Linked DNA regions of Sus scrofa: region 1 is linked to region 2. Evidence: chromatin contacts called from public HiChIP or PLAC-seq data. All regions are on one chromosome and are shown on one strand. The core of a region is the stretch at or near the end of the contact, and the rest is flanking DNA. Distances in the headings are between cores, read along the strand shown.

Region 1 (6,531 bases), core at 1,239-3,738, 790 kb before region 2:
GATTGGTTTTCTTCTGTGTGCACATCCTTCTTCCCCTTCCCCTTGAAGGGGTATTTAGTTTCCATATAACTGTGAAGGCTGGAAGCATGAGTAGGACCAAAATAGCACCGATGGTGAAAGAGCATAACCTTGGTGAGACAGTCACAACATCATACTATGCTCTGTGGCCATAAAGTATTAATGAATTGCAGTTGATCAGGTTGAAAATATGGGGCATCTTTTGCAGGGTAGGGGCCTGAGGCAACAAGAGGTTAATCCTTTGTCAGCGGCCGTGTCAATCTATAGCAAAACCAGGTTCAGAAGCCGTTGTGTTTATTTCCCTTGGCTGCACTCAGTTGGACACTGAGAATGTTATTACTAAAAGATCAAACCTTCATCTCAAGCCAAATTCCTACAGAGGGAGGGGAAGGGAGGACAGCCAGCTTGTTTTTCTGATGTGCGCTTGGGCTGATCCGGACGTATGTACAGATCTGCGTTTACAACAGGTCTGTTAGGGGTTTGCATTCAGAGCAGCTTACGCACCTACATGTGCTTACAAAAATATTGAGAAGGGCAGGAGTGTTTTCCCCCCAAGGTATTCTCAGAGGCTCCAGTTTTCTTTAGTATCCTAAATCTGCTAGAGGGGAAGGTGCCTGCTGCAGAAATTGATGCTGTCTGTCAAGGACACAAAGAATTGTGTCTTTCTCTTGGGGGGTTTCTGTCACATTGGCAGGCAGAAGTATAGCTCATTTGGGGCCATAGTAGGTCAATACTGTCAATATGGTTTTGAGTTTACATTCTGCTTTTCTTTGACTAAAGAGATGAGTACAGCGTGTAATTAAGGCTTAGGAAGCCGTGTCAGCACTTTCCGTAGAGAAAGTGGGAGCCAGGCCAGTCGCCAGAGGGGCTGAACCATGTGACCTCTGAGGTCCTTTCTCCTGCTGACACTTGGTGATGCAGGGCCTCCAAACTGGACTTCTTCTGCTCTGACCCAATGTGCTGAAGTTTGGCTTGAGTGTCATTTAAGAGACTCCCGGAGTTGAGTGCTGCCTGCCTCGTGGGGGAGCCTGGAGCTCCTGGTGACCTAGTTGTGGCTGAGTTACGAGCTCGAGGTCCCTCACTGCCGTGTGCCTGCTGGTCTGTCTGTCACTTAGAAGTGAGCCTCCGCCCTCTCTGGGAGCAACGGCCCTCCTGGAATCCACAGGCCATGCCCCTGGTGTTTGGCTCGCATGGACCCCCCAGGCGGGCTGCCCTTGCGGAGGTGATGGGTCCTGGATCCTCCCCCGCGTACCGCTCTCTCTCCCACACATAAAGACGGAACAGAGTTGGCTTTGCTGTGTGTGAATGTGTGAAGGTGTGAGGACAGCTGTGTGGCAGTGAATTTCTCCTCTGTCTGGTGACCTTAAGAACCGGCGGACACCCGTAACCCTGGCTCCCCCTAGTGGCGGGTGGGACCCACCCAGGACCTGGCTTCCTAGCTTCAGGCGTGTGTGAGATCAATAACCCACCGCTTTTCCCCCGACCCCTGCACCATCCAGGGGGCCCGGCAATGCCTCCTACACCTTGGCCCCCTTTATCCCAACAGCACGAAGCTCCAGAGGCTTCCTGGGAGCCCTGGTACTTTGGAGGAAATGCCTTCTACTTCTCTGCTTAGAAGGCCTTTCCTGCCAGGAACTCACCGTGGATTCCCGCGTTCCACACGGTAACCGTGTTTCCTGGCTTCGATGAGACTTCTGGACGCAGACGGTGGAGAGCAGACGCCTCCCGCACCAGGACCTGAACCAGCACCCACACCTCCCCGGCTCTGGTCTTTGACGCCGTGGTGTGAATCTGACATCAACGTTTGGGAGCACATTTTAACCCACATAGTGCTCCGGTTTCGGGCAGAAGCAGCACCACCCATGAAACAAATGGAGATGACACAGCAACAATGACAATCCCCAATTGAACAAGGAATGTCCTGGCTCCTGAGCTGCCTTAACTTGCTAAGAGGTAGAAAAGGACTTGCTTTCTCTTGAAATCAGTTTGTCTTGTCAAGGAAGCGGGGCCGTGCCCTCATGCATAAAGAGGCGACCCGGGGACCTCCGCCAGGTTAAATGCACCCAGACCCAGGGAGGAGCACACGGTGGATAACAGGGGCCCTCCCGCAGCCTGTCCGGGCTCAGCTTCTGGCTCCCCTGTTTACTGCCACACGGTCTTCAGCAAATTACTGGGCCACTGTCTCTCGGCTCAATGTTCCTACCTGAGAGCGCTGTGAGGCTTAACTGAAACCCCACTTGGATGCTGCTTAGAACAGGCCGTGCCTGACACTTATTAAATGTTGGCTGTTATTATTAGGATTAGGAGAGCAACCAAAACCTACACGTCCCTGAGCTTTTGTTTTGGTGAGTTTATGCTTCAAAGTCAAACTAATTTAACTTTAGAAATACAGAAAAAGACACTGCTCTTTGCTGAGGCCTGACTCACCAAACACCAGTGTGTGGTGTATGTTTACAGCTGATGCAACTGTTGGAAATAAGAGGCTTTGGAGAATCAAATGCCTTCAGAGTAGAGTCATGGGATGTGCTTTATTTGTAGGTGGCTGGTTAAATTCTGACCGGAGTTATCTTGAGATGGCTCTTAAGTGGTCTGTGTGAGATGCGTTTCAGGCTGAAGCCAGTTCCTAGACACCCAGTTCCAACACCCGAGACTGTTGGCACTGGTGTTGGAAACTTTTGTGAGGAGACCAGTCCTCAGATAAATCCAAGGGCCCTAAAGATAAATCCAGGGAAGGGCCACAGGACAGTGGCCTCAGACATAAAATCAGGGAAACCGGCTATGAATTGCTTTTGGAAGCTCGCCCGTCTCCAGCATTTCATAAACATTAACAACATCGGCAAAGGAATCAGTTTTCAATAGAAACTTCGACAATGAATGCAGTGCTGTCTTGACATGACATTGAACCTTCATCCGTCGGAAAGCAGCCTCTTGGGCATCCACGTGGTGGGTTGTGAAGGTTCAGCTCAGGCGCCCGTCGGCTCTCCTGAGTTACCCGACCCAGGGCCAGTGAGGGCTGAGTCTTTTTCCTTCGCTGTCCTGACCTTCTCTTATTTGTCCCCCCCGCTTTATCTCTGAACACCGAGATGACATATTCCATGGCACACATTCACCGACTTGCATTTTTCGGGGGTTGATCGTAAGGAGAAGTCAGACTTGGAGGAAACGGTTATTAAATTTACCTGCGGGAGGGATGCCTCTTGTCTATTTGATATGAGGTGAATGGAGCTGTTCCCTAAGTGGACTCATGCTCGCCCCACCCTTCTTTAAAAGAAAGAAAGTCACGGGGAGGAGTGAGGAAATTTCCAGCAGCTTTTCACTTTTCCCAGCTCCCACCCGGACACTGGCATGAACTCAAGTGTATTTAAAATAAAGCTGGTTTGCGGAGAGGGCTGTTGGCTTCCAGAGTTGGGTGAGCAATCCCCAACAGATGACTGGGTCCTATGACCTAATAAAAGAAGTATCTCAAGGAAGACTTCAAAGTTGACCTCTTTCCCCACAAGAGACGAATCAAGATGAACTTGGCCTTTGTGCCCTCCCCTCTTCCCAGCTCCCGCGTCCTCTTCCATCCTGTCTTCCTGCAGGCTGCATGGGGACACTCTCTCTTCTGTTTCTCCTTTGGGGAAGTAGTGGTCATTGTGGTTGACACCAGACTCATGGATGGCTGGGGGTGGGTGCCCGATAATTGCAGCACTTCTTAGGCACTTTTGTCTCCCAAATATGGCACCGTGGCAGCTGAAATACCTTATGAAAATAGCATTAAAATGTGTAATGTACCATAAATAAACAGAGAGACAGCCAGGAAGCTGTGCTAATCACTGCTTTGATGTAGCATGAATTACTGTATTTTTAAGGGCCTCATGTTTCTGACTGCTTGTTTTGACTCAGCTGCCACTGCTCCAGAGAAGGCTTGGACCCAGTGTTCCACCTCTTCTCCCTCCGTGGTGACAGCTGTTGTCCTTTGACTCACAGGAAAATGATTTCCCCACCCTTCCCCTGCCTCGCGGCCCTTTCCTGGCAGGACTCCCTGTGAAGCTCCAACTCCCCTCCCCTTGTCGAGGCCGGCAGAGGGCGAGGACGGCCTCTGGGCAGGGCTCCAGGCTCTCCCAAGGCCCTGTGTCATCTGCCAGCCTGTCCAGCGCTCCACGGCAACATCCTATTTTTATCTTGGGCACCCTGGCGCTCTCCCAGTTGGTTGGGCACGTCGGGCAATGGAGGTCGGGCCGGACCTGTGTCACCAGCTGCCGTAGGGCGGAATCCCCTTGCTGAGTGGAGCTCCCAGGAGGAAAGCATCCTATGCTGCAATCTTGGGGATCCATCAGGACATTCCTGCTTTGCCTGCGGGGCATCCGCCACTTACTGGAGAGGCTGAATCCTGACTTGCTACCGAGAGTGGGAGTACTTAAGTTTGTAAGCCTTCAGTGCCTTTCCGGGTCTTAGGATTGATCATGTGGATGTCACAGGGCACAGGTAAAGGCCAGAGGCTGTCTCCACGTTGTAACTGCCCAGGTAACCCCTTTCAGACCGGACTTCTGGGCAGCCCTCCCGCTAGTTCCGTTAATGATCCGGGCTCAGTCCCCCCCAGCTCTGCTCCTGGGTCCGGGAGCGCCCTCTTGTGGTTGGAAGAGCTCTAAGCCGACTTTTTTTCTTTTCCTATTTTTTTCCTAACATTGACGTTTTCTCAAATTTTGTGTTTTCGTCTAACCCCTAGAGTGAAAAGTATTAGCCGTTAGTTTGAAGATGAGCATGGGAGAGGGAGAGAAGGTGGAAATGTTTTATCACCATCTTTATCATCCTTGTACCGAAGCCCCTATCAGTCCACGTTCACTCTCTCAAACCAGAACATTTGAAATATCTCTTTAATGGTCTTTTTGCCTTCGGGATTCTATCCTCTCATCCTTATTATTTTTTTCTTTTTATCTGTCTCAAAATTAAACGAAATGTTCTTTAAAGCTTTTTGCTTTGTTTCCTTGTTGCCTTCTGGAGACCGTTCCAAGGCTGACTCTTTTGTGAAGTTCCCATTCCTGCCTCTCTTAGGTGCCTTCTTACTCCGCTTTGCTAAACCCTTTGGTGTAAGGCCCTCCACACCACTCCCGCCAACGACCATGGAGGCCCTGAGTTTTCCCTCCTCTGTGCCTCCTGTTTGGCTTCCGTGGGCGGCATCAGGGTCCCCTCGCAGGTCCAGGTCGTCCTCTCCCCGCCCACCTCTGCCCATCTTCACCAGAAGCTCTTGCTGCCTCTGCCCTGGCAGGTGCTTCCTCTTCTCACATCCACTGCGCTTGCAGTTCATGCTAATCTGCGCCTTGTGTCTTTCTGCAAACAATGATCATCTCCCAAAGGTGATTACGATCTCGTGGGTAGAGACTGACTATGTACCTTCTTCTTTCTTGGTGGATGCATCGGCGACAAGGAGTGTCTCTGAACCAGTGAACCTCACACCAGCATGGCCCCAGTTTACTGAATCCTCATAATCAGCTTCCAAGGTCAGGGTTAGTGCAATTGTTCCTATCATAGCCCAGGAGCCAGGGAGGTGCAGAGAACTCATGACCTTTGACTTCGTCCCAGGTGAGGAGGGGGTGGGGCTGGGCTGTGATCCCAGACACAAGAGTTCATTGTCTAAGCACAACCAGTCAGTCCTGGCTTCTTGACAGAGACCCTCTGATGTAAGATCCGTCTTGATGGTCATTATGTGCAGACGTACAATAAAAGGCTAAAGTCTCTGTTTTCAAACATGAATATAGTGAAATTTTTGGAAAAGTAAATTTCATTACTGAATACTTTTTTTTGGCCACACCCATGGCATATGGAAGTTCCCAGGTGAGGGGTAGGATAGGAGCTGTAGCTGCTGGCCTATACCACAGCCACAGCAACACCAGATCCAAGCTGCGTCTGTAAGCTACTCCACAGCACACCACAATGCCGGGTCCTTAACCCACTGAGTGAGGCCAGAGATGGAACCTGCATCCTCATGGATACTCGTCGGGCATGTACCGCTGAACCACAGCGGGAACTCCAAATACTGCATATTCTTGAACATAGGAGAGGGTATATGGCAAATGCAAATGAAGACCTATTTCACTGATGTTCTCTTTCTGTAGAAAAGCGATAATTACAAAGCAGTTCAGACGCTGCAGCCTCCAAATAACAGAGAACTGGAACAAACCAGCTTAAGCGGGAAACTAGTCCTCTGCACTTGGCAGGTTTCAAGTTTGCTCAGTGTCTCCAACAGCAGGCAGCTCCTGGCCCTGCCTTTCCTCCACTGGCCTCTCTTCCACTGATGCTTTTACCCCTGGGCTGGTGGGGAGCTAGGATTTAATGGTTCTGAGGCCCGTTTTAGGGCAGACAGTGTGCAGAGGCGGAGAGTACCTTGCAGGAGCCCTTCTGAACATCTAGGAGGGACGTTCTCAGGAGGCCCGGTAGAACTTCCCTTTGTCCCAACATTCCACCTAGGAAGGCTGCCGCGGCCAGGCCAGCCTGGTCCAGGGCTGGAGCAGGGCTGAGGTCACTTCCTGGAGG
Region 2 (6,765 bases), core at 2,421-4,920:
CCCACTGAATCGATAACATGGGGAAGTGTGAGAATTCATAGAATGATAACAGAGATAGCCTAGCGGACAAATGTCCACAAAGAAGATGACCAGTTGAGGTCAGAGGGTTAATTCATCTATTCTTCTATTAATTCCTGGATAAAACAATGGTCACTGGATGTATTTAATATACCAGACAACCATGTTGAGAGGGCACAGGAGAGGAGTTCCCATTGTGGCACAGCAGAAATGAATCCTACTAGTAACCATGAGGTGGCAGGTTCAATCCCTGGCCTCGCTCAGTGGGTTAAGCACAGTGTTGCTGTAGCTGTGGTGTAGGCCAGCAGCTGTAGCTCTGATTTGACCCCTAGCCTGGGAACCTCCATATGCCATGGTGCAATCCTAAAAAGCAAAAAAAAAGAAAAGAAAAGAAAAGAAAGAAAGAAAGAAAGAAGAAGAAGAAGTGGGTGCAGGTGATACAAGTGTGAACCAAATAGAAATCATTCCTGCCCTCATGGAGCTTACATTGTACTGGAAGAGACAGAAGCTCAACAAGCTTACTAATTCCATAGTATGTTAAGTACCAGAAAAGAAAGCAGCAGGTTTCTGTAATATTGCTGGGAGGCAGTGCAAGGAGAGTTAGAGGAAGAGCATTCCAGGAGAGGGAACAGCAACTGTGAAGCCTCTGTGGTGTGTAGACCTCAGTGGGTTGTTGTGGTAACAGCAGACTGCGGCAACTGCAAGGGGACAAACAAGATTGAAGTAGCACAATGCGAGGTTGCAGTGCCAGCCACAGCCCAGACCTTCCCTGGGGAACGGGTCTCCTGCCCTGTGGTAAGCAGCTTGGTTTGTGTTCTAAGAGTAATTGGAATACCCTGAGATATTTTAAGCCAGAAGTTGGCACGATGAATTTACATTTAAAAGAAACCTTTCATGCTGCTATGTGGGGAATATAGAAGAGGACACATAGAAATCAAGAAACCAATGACATGACTCCTGCCAAAATCCAGAGGAGGGATGGAGATTTTGGAGGTGGTTTCCAGGGGAAAAGACCATTATTGTGGCATTAGGGATTGTAAAACTATTTACCCATTTTTGTTGTTATGGGAAATATCTATGCCTGCAGAGCAGGGGGGAGGGAGGATGCTGAGATTAAAAAGAGACAAAAGGAAAATGTTAAAGAGTAAAATCTTGAAGGAGGCTGGAGATGCCGAGTGGAAGGTTAGTCTTGGAAATGAGGACGCTTCTTGCTCCACGACAGTTGGAAATGAGGACAGATGACTGGCTGAAGGGAGAAAGCACGAGTCCGTGGCACCTCCAAGAACAGAGTGTCACACTGCTGTGTTCTGGGACGTCCACCCGTGTCTTAGCCATCACTCGACTGGTCCTGTGATAAGCTGGGAAGATTCCCTGCTGTTTCCGAGTAAGATGTCCAGAGAGGCCAAAGGGCAGTGGTCCAGGGGGTTGAAGAGGGCAATGTAATCAGAGGGTGATGGTTGAGAAAAGAAGGTACTTTTAAAGAATCAGGGCACACACTCTCCTCTAGAAGCACAGAGGAGAGCAGGGAGCCTGGTGCCTCCTCTCCTTTCCCAGGGCGTCCAGAAACGTGAAAAGGATGCTCCAGAAGTAAGCCAGGTCCAGATTAGGAAAGGAACCTGGAACTAGCAAAACACACGGACCTGGGATGAAGGCAGAGCTTCCTGCGCTGAGTCCAGCTCTTTGCACGGAGGAAGTTAGGGTAAGTAAGAGCTTTGCCTGGAGCAGTAGTCGCATGCATTAGGAATGAGGGAATTCTGAGGTTTGCAGCAAAGGAGCATTAACTTGTGAGGGCAAATGAGTAATAATGAAGAATGTAGCTACTGGAGTTTACAAAATTGACCAAGGCTAAATTCCCTTTGGAAAATTGCCATAATTGCCTCCAAAGGACTCTGACTTGGTCACTCTGGCAAGAATAAAATAAGCCCAATAAAATAAGCGCTTCACAAAATTGTGTTGCTCAGTGCAGAGCTGTTTATCTACCATACTTGGATTCTCCAGATCTCTCTCCCCCCCACTTCCCCCTCTTCCCCCCTCCCCCCTCCCCTCTTCCTCCCCCTCTTCCTCCCCCTCCCTTCCTCCCCTCCCCGTCTTTCTCCCTCCTCTCCCCTTCCCCTCCCGTCTCCCTCTCCCTCCCCTCCCTCCCCCTCTTCCTCCCCTCCCCCTCTTCCTCCCCTCCCCCTCTTCCTCCCTTCCCCTCTTCCTCCCCTCCCCCCTCTTCATCCCCCTCTTCCTCCCCTCCCCTTCCTCCCCTCCCCATCTTTCTCCCTCCCCCTCCCCCTCCCCCTCCCTCTCCCCTTCCCCCTTCTCTCTCTCCCTCCCTCTCTCCCTCCCCCCTCTCCCTTCCCCTCTATCCCCCGTCTTTCTCCCTCCCCCTCCCTCTCCCTCTCTTTCCCCTTCCCCCCATCTCTCTCTCCCTTCTCCCTCCTCTCTCCCTCTCTACCTCCCCCTCTCTCCTTCCCAGTCCCTCTCTCCCTCCCCCTCTCTCTCCCTCCCTCTTCTCTCTCCCTCCCACTCTCTCTCCCTCTCCTTCTCTCTCCAGTTTTTAAGACCTCTTTCCTACGTTTCTGTCCATAACTTCCCACTAACAAAAGGGAAGTGACACACCTCTCTGGACAGAAGCCAGATCCCCAGGTCCTCATGGCTGGACCACTGTTTTAGAAAATAGCACACCTCTGACTTGATTATATTTCATTGCCCAGAAACGACAGCGATTTGGGGGAAAGGGTGTTACGACAGCTTTAGCTGATAATCATTCTCGGTAAGGGGGAACTAAATTGGCTCAATAAAGATTTTTGAGCCAAAAAAGTCTTGCTGGGATAGTCCGGGCTCGACATTAAGGAAACGACAGCTTAGAAACACAGCTTTACCAACTGGGACATCATCTCACGTCCCCCAGTTAAGGTTTGACAGGATCTGGGTACCAATTCAGTCTAGTTTCTACCGTTTCAATCCTCTGCAGTCTCTTTGGAACTTAGTTATTCTTATAATATTGCTATTTCGTTTTTCATCCAATCTAAAACTGTGGCTTTTCTGAAAGGTTACAAGTCAGGTACAAATCAGAATGCTCCACAGGCAGTGGTGATCTTGGCAGTGTGTGGCTGCCTCTATTAAGTAGAGTCAATTTAGTGCTGGATAAAGGGAAGGACTAAATTAGAATCGTGGTTGGCAGAAACAGTCTCCCATCTGGCACTGTAATTACATACTACCTTGACCTGCTCCAATCCTCGCTGTTCCAGCCCTGAGATTCCTTGGGGGGGCTGGGGGGGGGATGCACAAGGTTTAGAAGACATGCATTATTTAGAATATCTTCGTCATCTTTCTGAGAGATAAGCAGTCTAAAAAATTATTTTCCCGTGACTTTCTTTTTTTACAGGGAAATGAAACTCCCCGTCACCTAATGAAAGTGACCACTCTATGGACTAAACAGCCCAGATCTGTGTGCCTCTTTTGACCCATGACCTCAGACTTTATTTCAGCGGGGACACTGCTTGGGTACTCTCTTTAGCCACCTCGTTCCTGAGGTTGTTTTTTTTTTTAAGGGTCAGTCCTGGTTGCTGCCGGCATGCGTGCGGCATTTTCAAAGACTCACCCTGGACTTGACCTTCTGCGCCAAAGGGAAATCTGATACAACGCTCGGCTCCCTGTGACAGGCCAATCGGGAAGCCGCGCTCTGCTTGGCTGGGCACTGCCACCTACTGGCAGAATAGATCCTGTTCTCCTGCTCCTTGTATTTATTTTTTTCTCACACTTAGGGTTTCCTCAAATCCATATGGAATTAGCTTCAAATTTCCACCTAGAGCCACACATCGGACTTGGAACTAAAGGAAATCACCCTTTGAATCGCTGCTGCTCAGAATCTGTAAGATCCAGCCTGGTAGAGGTGAAAGACAAGGCTGAGCCCATTTTCCTGTCAAACGCCAGAGTGAGTCACTACCGGGAGTTCTCCCAGTTCCTGCCCCAGGGTCGTTCTAAGCAGCCAAGATCGGGTCCAGCCTTCGGTCTTTACCTCCCTCCAGAGGGCTCCTGCACTCGGAGGCAACCAAATCAGCGGACGGCTTTTAAACAGAAAATGACACTGATTGTCACTAAATATAACAAGTGCCTTATGTACATTTCATTGGAACCACAAGCTCAAATTAGCCTGTCAGAATTTCACGATGCCTGATGCAGTGTGTCAAGTGACACAATTAGCTCAAGAGAATAAAGAAAAGGCTTGTCACAGCCCTCAGAGTGCCTCTCTGAGTTCCATCCCTTCCCGTGGTGCCTGATTTAATTCAAATTCTTTTCACGCTTGAAATGTGCGTGTGCGCGTGTGTGTGTGTGTGTGTGTGTGTGTGTGACTCCTCAAACTTCAAAATGATCACATGATAAAGAGACAGAGTAAAACCTGATTTTTTTTTTAATAACAGCCCCAGTGCTTTCTTTCTCCTTCTGCTCCCCTTCTGCAAATGAGAATTTATCAAAGGCTGAATCTAGCCCTTAGTGAGAAAAACAAAGCGTACGGAAAAGATGTAAAATTTGCGTGGAAACTGGAAAGATCAAAGCTTTAGGGATATGGACCAAGAGTGACTCCAGACCACCGAATCCAAAGGCTGAGGGAGTACCCAGTGCCGGCTCTCCCCAGGCGCTGAGAAAACAGAAAGAAGTCTGCATTTCATGTGGCATCAGAAGAAGGGTCCTTTTGGTGCCATGTCCTGCTTCCAGCAAAAGCCAGTATGACAGTAGATCCTTTAGAGAGAAGCTTCACGACACATTCCTCCAAAACGAATGCCCGGGACAGACCCACCCAACCCAACAGCTCACCCACTGCTGCATCAGGATCCGGAATTGTCGCAGATTCTAATTGCAAGGATTGCAAGGAAAGCTCTTTAAATATTGGGGCGGGGGGAGTGCCCCCAAAGACACATGTGTAGCCAAATCATGCCTCTGCTCACCAGCCTCAGGGCCATGGCAGGGAGAGCCCATGGGTTCCAGAAAGCCAGGCAGAGACTTGCCAGGGGGCAGGGGAGACCCAGCCTGGGCCTCTGTCCCCGGAGTCAGCATAAAGGATGCAAGTGACTCAAAATCTCCAAAAGTAAATTTTCTACCCGCAAACTATCAAAACGTCCTCTGCTGTTTTTAAAGGCTTTTCTCCCACATGGTATCAGTCAGGGTTCTCCAGAGAAACAACCAACATGAGATAGAGAGAAAGAGACTTAGTTTAAGGAATAGGCTTGTGAGACTGTGGGGCTTGGCAATTCCAAAATCCAAGGGGCAGGTGGGCAGGCTGGACACCCAGGCAGGAGCAGATGTTGGGATCCTGAGGTCAAATTCCTTCTTCTCTGGGAAACCTCAACTGATCAGACAAGGCCCACCCATCACACAGGCCACAGCTCCAGCTCCTCCCTCTCGAGGTAACTGAAAGGCTACATCCTAAATATAACAGTATGCCTCTTTCATATCACCTAAGACACTGTAATGTTTAGATCCTGCTTTAAAATATAACTAGGTTGAGTTCCTGTCATGGTGCAGCAGAAACGAATCCGACTAGGAATCTTGAGGTTGAGGGTTCAATCCCTGACCTCACTCAGTGGGTTAAGGACTCAGCATTACCATGAGCTGTGGTGCAGGTGGCAGACACAGCTCAGATCTGGTGTTGCTGTGGCTGTGGTGTAGGCCGGCAGCTACAGCTCCAATTAGGCCCCTAGCCTGGGAATCTCCATATGCAGTGGATGCAGCCCTAAAAAGACAAAATAATAAAATAAAACAAAACTAGGTCCATTCTGTCATTTTTTTTTCTCCATCCTTTCAACCTTTCTGCTCTGTCTGCCTTACCTAAAATCTGGTCTCAGGAGAGCTGGTGCCCTTCTGCACGTCTGAGAGGTCAGGCGGCCGTCTAGGGAAGCCCTCAGGCTCGGGTGTCTGCCTGCCCCCAGGGAAGCTGCTGGCAGGGCGCCATATGGCAGAGATCCACAGACAACGATTCATGACGTATTCTCAGGGCCTGGCTGTCCCCTCACCCCAGCAGGACAAAGTCCAGTGAAGTCCCTCCCCCATGATAGCCCACTCACACAGCACCTGCTTCCTAAAGGATTTACTGGGTATGGCACCATGCACCAAAACCTGAGAGGTGTGCTTAGTGCAGGTGTAGAATCCCATAGCTGGAGGCAATTAGAGCAGCATGTAGGATGCTGTCATCCTTACAGCTTAAAGACCTCAGTCAGCCTGGGGCCTCGCGGGACACGTGTCACAGAGGCAGGACGTCACCCTGCACCACAAGCACTGCTCAAAGCATTAATAAAATACATCCACACTGAGACTGGGAGCAGGCAGAACTCGCGGTGCACACACCGCATAAAGAAACTAGAAGAACCGCGAGGGTGGTGTGTACACACAGGGAGGAACAAACAATTCAGAATCACTGACTAGGCTCCAAGAACAAAGCAATATCAGCAGCGAACCAGGACGTGCAATCACTGCCCCTGAAGCGTCTGATCAGGAGCACCATGCCTCGCAAACATCAGTCATGCGGGCCGCAGAGCCACTGGGGCTGGAGGCTCAACAGGCCGTGGGTCTAACTCAGAGAGCAAATCACTCTAGATCAGCACAATGTCATGCCAGAAATGGTTTATTTCTTTTATGGCCACCTCACAGCACATGGAGTTCCTGGGCCAGGGATCAAATCTGAGCCAAAGTCGACAATCTTCCTGGGATCCTTAACCAGCTGGGCCAGGCTGGGGATTGAACCTGTGCCCCAGCACTCCAGAG

Evidence for each region. HiChIP or PLAC-seq counts read pairs in DNA pulled down with a chosen protein or histone mark.
Region 1: an H3K27ac HiChIP or PLAC-seq map of skeletal muscle shows a contact between it and region 2, with 5 times the contacts expected there. The contact joins two enhancer-like sites. A contact is called at or near these places in 4 of 47 Hi-C or Micro-C datasets (embryonic fibroblasts, liver and skeletal muscle) and 1 of 2 datasets of contacts at active chromatin or transcription factors (skeletal muscle).

The regions. Positions count from the first base shown.
Region 1 is chr1:4,245,033-4,251,563 of Sscrofa11.1, reverse strand. No RefSeq gene overlaps it. Among named protein-coding and RNA genes, the nearest start is that of QKI, 630 kb to the left of the region's middle. Within about 2 kb of position 2,488, at least 15 of the 83 cell types and tissues checked have an H3K27ac peak or open chromatin away from gene starts, as enhancers often do. A contact at or near this core is called in skeletal muscle, where this site is marked.
Region 2 is chr1:3,452,051-3,458,815 of Sscrofa11.1, reverse strand. No RefSeq gene overlaps it. Among named protein-coding and RNA genes, the nearest start is that of PDE10A, 340 kb to the right of the region's middle. Within about 2 kb of position 3,670, at least 8 of the 83 cell types and tissues checked have an H3K27ac peak or open chromatin away from gene starts, as enhancers often do. A contact at or near this core is called in skeletal muscle, where this site is marked.